Linked DNA regions of Hordeum vulgare: all the other regions are linked to region 3. The links are chromatin contacts, called in public Hi-C maps. All regions are on one chromosome and are shown on one strand. The core of a region is the stretch at or near the end of the contact, and the rest is flanking DNA. Distances in the headings are between cores, read along the strand shown. Region 1 holds the start of LOC123439725 (serine/arginine repetitive matrix protein 1-like). Region 2 holds the start of LOC123443353 (ERI1 exoribonuclease 2-like). Region 3 holds the start of LOC123443352 (WRKY transcription factor 6-like).

Region 1 (2,700 bases), core at 77-2,576, 950 kb after region 3:
AGAGGGAAGGTCCTCGTAAAGGTCATGTAAGGGTCTGTAGTTTAACATTTTCATTTCTAAAATTCCAATTGGATGCTTTTCGGAACAATAGTTGGCACGTTTATTTTTACGTGGTTGGTGCTATTTCTGATCGGGAAATGTTTCTACCCCATGCGATGGTCGAATCGTTGCGCCGGACGCACGCGGGCCGTCGGATTCTTTCCCATCGCGCGGTAGCACGCATTGCACCCTTCCTCACGTGTCACCAGCTCCCCTTGGTCCATCATCCCTGCTTTTCCCCTCTTTCCATCACCGGTGTTGCAACCGGCAAGCAGCATGGCGAGGGGCGACTAGTAGTGATGGCGAGCGGTGACGACGAGCAACGTTGAGCGACGATGACGAGCGGCGACGACGGTGGATCCCGACAGTGCTTCAATCTCTTCGCCGCTCACGCGGTTTTTGACGAGCCTCCCGTGTCGGATCTCGTCCGCGGGCCGTCATGGAGTCGTCGGCCTTTCCTTCCCATCAGCATGGGGGCAATCCCCTTTCCTGTTTCTCCTCCGACGAACAGGTCGTCGCCTCCCACGTCACCTTCTCAACAAATCCCCCACTCCTTCGCATCGGATGCCACCAGTGTTGGAGACGAAAAGCTATGACAAAGACGACGGTGTTGCAACCGGCGACGAAAAAAGCTTCAACCGGAGATCGAAATTGCTACAACCCGCATTGTCGAAAGCTTCAACCAAAGACGATGGGAATCGAGGGCCACGCACCACGCAACTGCGGAAGCTGCAAACGGTGATGAAAAAAGCTTCAACCGACTAGAAAATAGCTTTAACCGGCGATATAAAAAGCTTCAACCGGCGACAACAAAACACAAAAAAGATGCAATCATTGTGACGCACCGGTAGTTAAGCTATAGTTATCACACGCTAATGATGCCATGTCATCAAGGTTAAGTAAACCAAGTTCCCACTCGATGAAAATCAAGGCCAAATTCAAATTTAAAATAAAGTCAAATAAATTATTTCATCAAAATGTAAAATAAAAATGTTGACTCAGTTGCAAATATTTACTAAAGAAATTTCATGTTGAACCCAACATTATTAGAACCAGAATGTGACCCGTAGGAAATTATAAACTGGTCCATCAACAAATAAAATAGCCTTTCCAAAATAATTAAATATGTATGCATTTCCAATTTTCCCCAAACTTTGTGAGCCGCTGCAAAATATTGTCTTTTATTTATGTGCCAAATTGTATGTTCAACAAAAAGCATTTGGTCCACGAACTGACTACAAAACAGTACCTAAGTAAATAATAAAAAGGATAAAAGAAAATCCTCACTCTGTACTCTAGCCCACTTGCTACACTGCATGTGGCCCAGCCTAACTGGTGTCATCCCCAACCTCCTGCTACAGGGAGGCAGGGGGATCGTGGCACGCATCCACGGCCATGGCCACACCTTCGGGTGCGTGGCGGCCATCCGCCCCCTCCCCGACGCATACAAGACCTTCCTCACGACCCCCTCGACGAACCCTAGCCTCTCCTCCCTCTCCCTCGCGCCGCTGCTCACTCCACGCACATGCCCCGATGCGGCCATCTCCATGGCCAAGCTCTTCCCCGCGGCCATCGTCGTTCCCCGCACCTATGGAGGTGGCTAGCAGCTGCGCCGTCCACGTCTACATCGCCCGCACACAACCATTCAACCGGAGCCACATCGCATCGTCGCCCTGCTTGTCTTCTTCAACCTCGGGACACCGGACGCCTCCGTCAAATTCGTTGCCACCCTGCTCTCCTGCCCCTCATCGAGCCTCCGTGTGCTCCTGTGGTGAGCTCCTCTCCACGTTCCCCCCGTTTTCCCCCTCGAGTCACCGCCGTAGTTACCGTCCCCGAGCCCGTCCATATGTACGTGCGCGCCCGCGTGTGGCCTTGCCGTGGCCTACCGCTGCAGCTGCCCCCACGCTGCTCCCTGGTCGCGCTCAGGCGCTCGCCCGCTGCCCCCGTGTTGGCCGGTACAGCTGCTTGGCACGCGCCTGCGCTAGCTACTGCCGTTCGTTGTTGCTTGCTCTGCTTGCTAGCCGCCGCGCGCCGTCCGCGAGCGCCTCCTTGATACCTGTTGCTCCTCCGCGCCATCCGCACGCACGCGCTCTGTTGCTGTGCTGCTGCCACCCTACCTACTGCATGCAGCTGCGCTGCTGCCTACTGTTGTTGCTATGCTCGTGCTAACTACTTCTGCTTCTAGCTGCTACTCCCTTGCTATGCATCTGCTATTGATGTCTGCTGTGTTGCTGCTCCTATACCACTGTTGCCGATGGAAATGACCATTGTGGCCATATGCCCATGCGTGCACACACAGGGATCGGCTGGTTCTCTCGTGTCTAGATGAGGCCGGCCATGTTAGCTTAGGTTAATTAGTAGGAGTAGTACTTAGGTAAGCTACTAGCAGATGGCACGTCGACACCATTTCTTAGGTTAGTATTTATTTATTTGTTTAGGTATAGCTTATGACATGCGGATCCACTTCTACTATCCACATGTTGACAAGTTAAATATTGACTGGGTCAACTCAGCTCCCTGGCCCCACCTGTCATTGGCTGTGGCTAGCCCACTACTGTGTAATAACAACATTTTTGTTAAAATTTGAATTAATAAATAAATCTAAAATATTGATAAATCTTTGAAAAATCATATAAAATAATCTGTAATCCGGATGAAAAT
Region 2 (2,743 bases), core at 17-2,516, 890 kb after region 3:
TAACACTAGCAGCTGAGCGACACTGATTTCTGAATCACAGTCTCATTCTTCAGTTGGTCCAGAGGACTCCCATGGCCGGCGTCCAGTTGCCGTATCCAGATTGCATCGGTCCTGCCACCCCGCAGTGCAGGCGACCAGTTGCCGTATCCAGACTCCCATGGCCGGCGTCCAGTTGCCGTATCCAGACTCCCATGGCCGGAGTCTGCGGCGGCTGCTGCTGCTTCTGCTGGATAGGCGCCGGCAGCAGCGGAAACGAGCCACCGCAAGGGCCTGTGCGAGGCGGCTGCTGCTGGATCGGCGGCGGCGCCAGTGCAGGTGAGCCGCCGCACGGGCTTCTGCGAGGCTGCTGCTTCTGCTGGATCGGCGCCGGCGGCGCCAGCGATCCGGTGATGGTCATCTTCACCCCTCGCCGCATGATCTCAGCAAGCAGCCGCGCCGTGTTGAGCGCATCGTCCAGCCCGCAGTGCAGGCGACCCTCCCAGTCCAGCCCCGCCGCCCGGACCGCCTCCTCCAGGTTCACCCGCCCTCCGCCGCCGAGCGCCGCCTGGAAGGGGACCCTCAGGTTGATCCAGCGATCAAAGTAGGAGGGCTTCTCGATGCCCTTGAAGCGGCACTCGAACTCGAGCATGGTCCGGCAATCCCAGTCACCCCAGGTCACGACGGCCAATTGGACCCTCCTGCTGCTCCCTGCCCCCGCCGTCGCCGCCTTCAGCCAAGCGTCGTGCAGCCAGAGTGCCTCGCCGAGATCCACGCCGCCGTCGACATCCTCCTGCCGGATGCCGGTGAGTTTCCTGCAAAACTGGGTCAGTACAGGGTGGTGTTTAGGACGAACGTACCTGCGAAACGAGGACTCGATGCGGCCGCTGGCGCCGTCGACGAGCACGGCGGGGAACTCAATGATTTCCTGCGGGTAGATCCGCGCGTCTTTCACGCACGTCGCCTCAAAGTCGACCACCACGAAGAAATCGAAATCTTGCTCCAGACCCTGCCCGCGCGCCGCCATGATCGCTGCCATGTTCGCCGGAGTGCGCGCGAACTACAGATCGAGAGTCGAGATCGGGGAAATTTGGGATCGAAAACTAGGGCAGCAGAGATCGGGGAATTTGGGATCGAAAACTAGGGCACAACTGGATGCCGTAGTTCGATCCAGCCGGTATTTCTAATCTAATCCGATGCTTTCCGGAAAACAGTTGGCGCGTTTTTCTTTTTGACATGGTCTTTTTTGGGAGATTTTTTTTGACGTGGTTGACGCTATTTGTAATCTACTCCATCAGTTCTAAATTATAAATCATTCTAAATGTTCAAATAAACTACATATGAAACAAAGTGTGTGAATATATATAATCCTTATTAAAAATCTCTTATCAGGCTTATATTCGAAAGCGAAGTTTGTGATATAAAAAAAAACTATAATGGACAGGAAAGAAAACCGATGATTATAACAGAAGGCTCGTTTGAATCTGTCATCACATTTTTAGTGGTACATTTATTTTCACTATACCCATAAGTGTGGGATGAGGTCGACTACTGGTCGCCCGTCCCGAGGTGGCTTGTTGTGGGAGCCATCCCGGTAGCCAGTTGTGTCTCGCTGACCATGCATCGTCGATCTATGCATCCACAGTTGCTTATGTGAGGCTTGATACGTCTCAAACGTATCTATAATTTTTAATGGTCTCACGCTGTTATCTTGTCAACTTTGGATGTTTTGTTTACCTTTTATATCTTTTTTGTGACTAACTTATTAACTCAGTGTCAAGTGTCAGTTCCTGTTTTTTCTATGTTTTTGACTCTTTTCAGATCTGATTTTGGAATGGAGTCCAAACGGAATAAAGTCCCCGAAATGAATTTTTCCAGAACGGAAGAAGATCGGGAGGCTTGACGGCCAAGCAAGTGGGCCCAGAGGGGGCCCACAAGCCCTGTTGCCGCGGCCAGGGGGAGGCCGCGGCAAACAAGCTTGTGGCCTACCACGCGCTCCCCTGCCCTAGGTCTTTGGCCTATAAATTCCCTAAAAACCCAGAAAAATTAAGGGCGTCCACGAAAATACTTTTCCGCCGCCGCAACCTTCCGTTTCCGCGAGATCTCATCTGGAGACCCTTCCCGGTGCCCTGCCGGAGGGACTTTGGAGTTGGAGGGCTTCTTCATCAACATCATCGCCCTCCAATAACTCGTGAGTAGTTCACTTCAGACCTACGGGTCCGTAGTTAGTAGCTAGATGGCTTGTTCTCTATCTTGGATCTTCAATACAAAGTTCTCCATGATCTTCATGGAGATCTATCCGATGTAATCCTCTTTGGCGGTGTGTTTGTCGAGATCCGATGAATTGTGGATTTGTGATCAGATTATCTATGATATATATTTGAGTCTTTGCTGATTTCTTATTTGCATGATTTGATATCCTTGTAAGTCTCTCCGAGTCTTGGGTTTTGTTTAGCCAACTAGATCTATGATTCTGCAATGGGAGAAGTGCTTGGTTTTGGGTTCTTACCGTGTGGTGACCTTTCCCAGTGACAATAGGGACAGCAAGGCACACATCGTGTAGTTGCCATCAAGGGTAACAAGATGGGCTTTGTCGTAGATATGAGATTGTCCATCTACATCATGTCATCTTGCTTAAGGCGTTACTCTGTTCTTTTGGACTTAATACACTAGATGCATGATGCATAGCGGTCGACATGTCGAGTAATAGTAGTAGATGAAGAAAGTATCGGTCTACTTGTTTTGGACGTGATGCCTATAGATATAA
Region 3 (2,707 bases), core at 7-2,506:
GATGCAAACCAGACAGCGAGCTAGCACTGTTCCGCTCTTATCCGAAAAAGACGCCCGAAAAAGGAAGAAAAGGAAGTGAAGTACCACTCGCCAAGCCCTGTCAGTGGGACCCGGCAGGTCAAGGGCGTTGACGTTTTTTTCCACGTGGAGCGGGCTGGGCCCCATCGGGAGAGTGGGTTTCGTGGAACAGGGTCCCTGCGCCCATTGACTCCCCTCCGGCTAACCTTCCTCGAACCTGGAGCGAAACGATTATTCAATATTAAATCTCATTAAGAAAGAAGATTAGCGAGCCAGGCCATAAATAAAGATCTCGATCGGCGATTAAGAAAACGGGGGAGATCCGAGTCTGCTGTGCGTGTGGACTCGCGACCCCGTGGCGATGAATCAGGCAGCCTCAGGATCGGCACCAGCTCGTAGTAGGTCTAGACCTGACCTGCTCCGTACCGTTTTTCCATTTTGTTGGGACGAGTAATCTAATGGGAGGAACCTTCTGACCGTGGAAAAACTCTACTATTCCTCGTGCAGTACGTGCTGACCTCAATATTCTTCCTCAATAGCAAAACAGAATTGCTCAACACACAAAAGAGAAAGAGGCCCCGTATTTGTGCAGGACAAAAGAGAAGAGACCCTATACGCATAGTTTTTCTTTTCTTTTCTTTTCTGCAGGAACATAGGAATGGCGAGACATCGATCGACGGTGAGATCTGGAGCCACGCAGGGTTTGGCTAGACCGTCTCGTGCTACCAGCAGGCAGGCAGCAGCTGTGGCCTGGTACTACTTACTCCTCCTCTTAAACATTTCCTGTTTTGCGAAAATATGCGTGTTACTTGTAGGAGCCGGCGACGGCGGCCCGCGGTATGTACAAGGCGATGTTGAAAATCGTTGGACCGACAGGGAAAGTCGCCATTGCAGACCGGAAAAAGGAGTCGCTTTGCGTTGCACGGGGCACGTCCCCGTCGCCCCCATGAATTTCCCGATTTCTTAACGAGCCCGGCTTCTGATCCGTGGAGAAAAGTTGCAAACCCGGGAGGAAAAGCGCAGACAAGCACGAAAATAACATGGAGCTGCCGTCCGTCTCCGCCTCGCCGGAAAGGGCGATCCGGTCCTCGTGGGCCCGGGATCGGGTCGTCGTCCCTCCCGCCACTCCGGCCGCGCCACGTGGGCTCCCGCACTGACGCAGCGCCTGATGTCAGACCCGGGGGCTCCCAGCCAGCTCGGCCTTTTTTAAACGCGCCCCGTCCTACCGGGGAGAGACTTCAGACTCCTCCCTCTTTCGGTCTCTACGACACGTTTCTCTCTCCCCCTCCCTCTCCCCCTCCCCTCGTTCCCTCCCCTCGGCTAGCGTCTCTCTCTTCTCCAAGAGGCTCTCGATTTGCATGGACAAGGGCCACCTCGGTGGTGGCGGAGGAGGAGGAGGGCTGCTCGCTCTGGACGCGTCGCCGCGGCAGCTTGGCTTCTTGAACTTGCTTTCGCCGGCGCCGTTCCTCAGGAACATGGAGGCGGACGACGGCGGTGGCGGCGGCAGGGGCAGGAGGTCTATCGAGGTTGACTTCTTCTCCGACGAGAAGAAGAACATGAAGAAGAGCCGGGCTTCGGCCGGTGCCGACGCGGACGACCAGAAGGATCAGGCCTCCGCCGCCGGACTCGCCATCAAGAAGGAGGACCTCACCATTAACGTACGTCCGCCCGCCCGCCACTGCTTTGCTTCTTCACCCATTCTTATTTCTTACTAAATGGCAAGACTTGCCATAAGGTACCGCTTGTTTTCCTACGGACCGCGATCTAATACTTGCCTTTGGATCGTTGCGCGTTCAGCTCCTTTCCGGGAACAACACGAGGCGCGACCGGTCCATGGTAGTCGACGACGACGGGGCGTCCCGGGCCGATGAGGACAGTAACGGCAGGAACACCGGCGAGGTACGTAGGATCTGTCCATACAATCTCGATCTCGTCGATTAGCGTTGTCGATGGCGAACATGGTGGATCTGGCTGGTGATGTTTGACTCGATCGGTATTAACTTACGCGTGTCGCGTCCTGCTGCAGCTCGCGGCGATGCAGGCCGAGCTGAGCCGCATGAACGACGAGAACCAGCGGCTGCGAGGGATGTTGACCCAGGTCAATAACAGCTACCATGCGCTGCAGATGCATCTCGTCACGCTCATGCAGCAAAGGACCCAGATGCCTCCGGCCCAACCGCAACAGCCTCCGACTCACGAGGTACTATTCTTACTACTTTACTACTACTCCTAACCTAACTAGGGATTGATAATTTGACTTGGCAAGAAATTTATTTACTGATGAATCAATTCCTCTTCTATCGTTCTTATTAGGAGGGCAAGAACGAGAGTGCCATCGTGCCGAGGCAGTTCCTGGGTCTGGGCCCGTCCGGAGCCAGCGCTGAGGTGGCGGAAGAGCCGTCCAACTCGTCCACGGAGGTCGGGAGCCCGCGCCGGTCGTCATCCAACGGAAACGAGGACCCTGAGCGTGGCGACAACCCAGACGGCCCGTCCACCGCGGGGTGGTTGCCCGGACGCGGGATGACCCAGCAGCAGCAGCTGGGAGCGGCGGCCAAGGGCCACGACCAGCAAGCCCAGGAGGCCACCATGAGGAAGGCCCGTGTCTCCGTTCGCGCACGATCAGAAGCCCCGATTGTGAGACTTCTTCTTGTTGTTGTTGATAATTTTCTAGCTACTTCTTGCACTTGCA

What was found. Hi-C and Micro-C count contacts between places; a contact is called where the count stands out from the background.
Region 1: a contact with region 3 is called in a Hi-C map of leaf, with 3 times the contacts expected there. The contact joins the promoter of LOC123439725 here to the promoter of LOC123443352 in region 3. A contact is called at or near these places in 2 of 6 Hi-C or Micro-C datasets (leaf and seedling).
Region 2: a contact with region 3 is called in a Hi-C map of leaf, with 7 times the contacts expected there. The contact joins the promoter of LOC123443353 here to the promoter of LOC123443352 in region 3. A contact is called at or near these places in 2 of 6 Hi-C or Micro-C datasets (leaf and seedling) and 1 of 1 datasets of contacts at active chromatin or transcription factors (embryo).

What each region holds. Positions count from the first base shown.
Region 1 is chr3H:159,196,599-159,199,298 of MorexV3_pseudomolecules_assembly, forward strand. LOC123439725 (serine/arginine repetitive matrix protein 1-like) reads left to right here and starts at 1,327. Exons shown (of 1, transcript XM_045116410.1): 1 at 1,327-2,700. The coding sequence starts at 1,435. The coding sequence ends at 2,208.
Region 2 is chr3H:159,143,086-159,145,828 of MorexV3_pseudomolecules_assembly, forward strand. LOC123443353 (ERI1 exoribonuclease 2-like) reads right to left here and starts at 1,267. Exons shown (of 1, transcript XM_045119692.1): 1 at 1-1,267. The coding sequence starts at 1,015. The coding sequence ends at 50.
Region 3 is chr3H:158,250,616-158,253,322 of MorexV3_pseudomolecules_assembly, forward strand. It overlaps LOC123443352 (WRKY transcription factor 6-like), which reads left to right and starts at 1,257. Exons shown (of 6, transcript XM_045119691.1): 1 at 1,257-1,676; 2 at 1,816-1,917; 3 at 2,045-2,218; 4 at 2,332-2,652. The coding sequence starts at 1,377.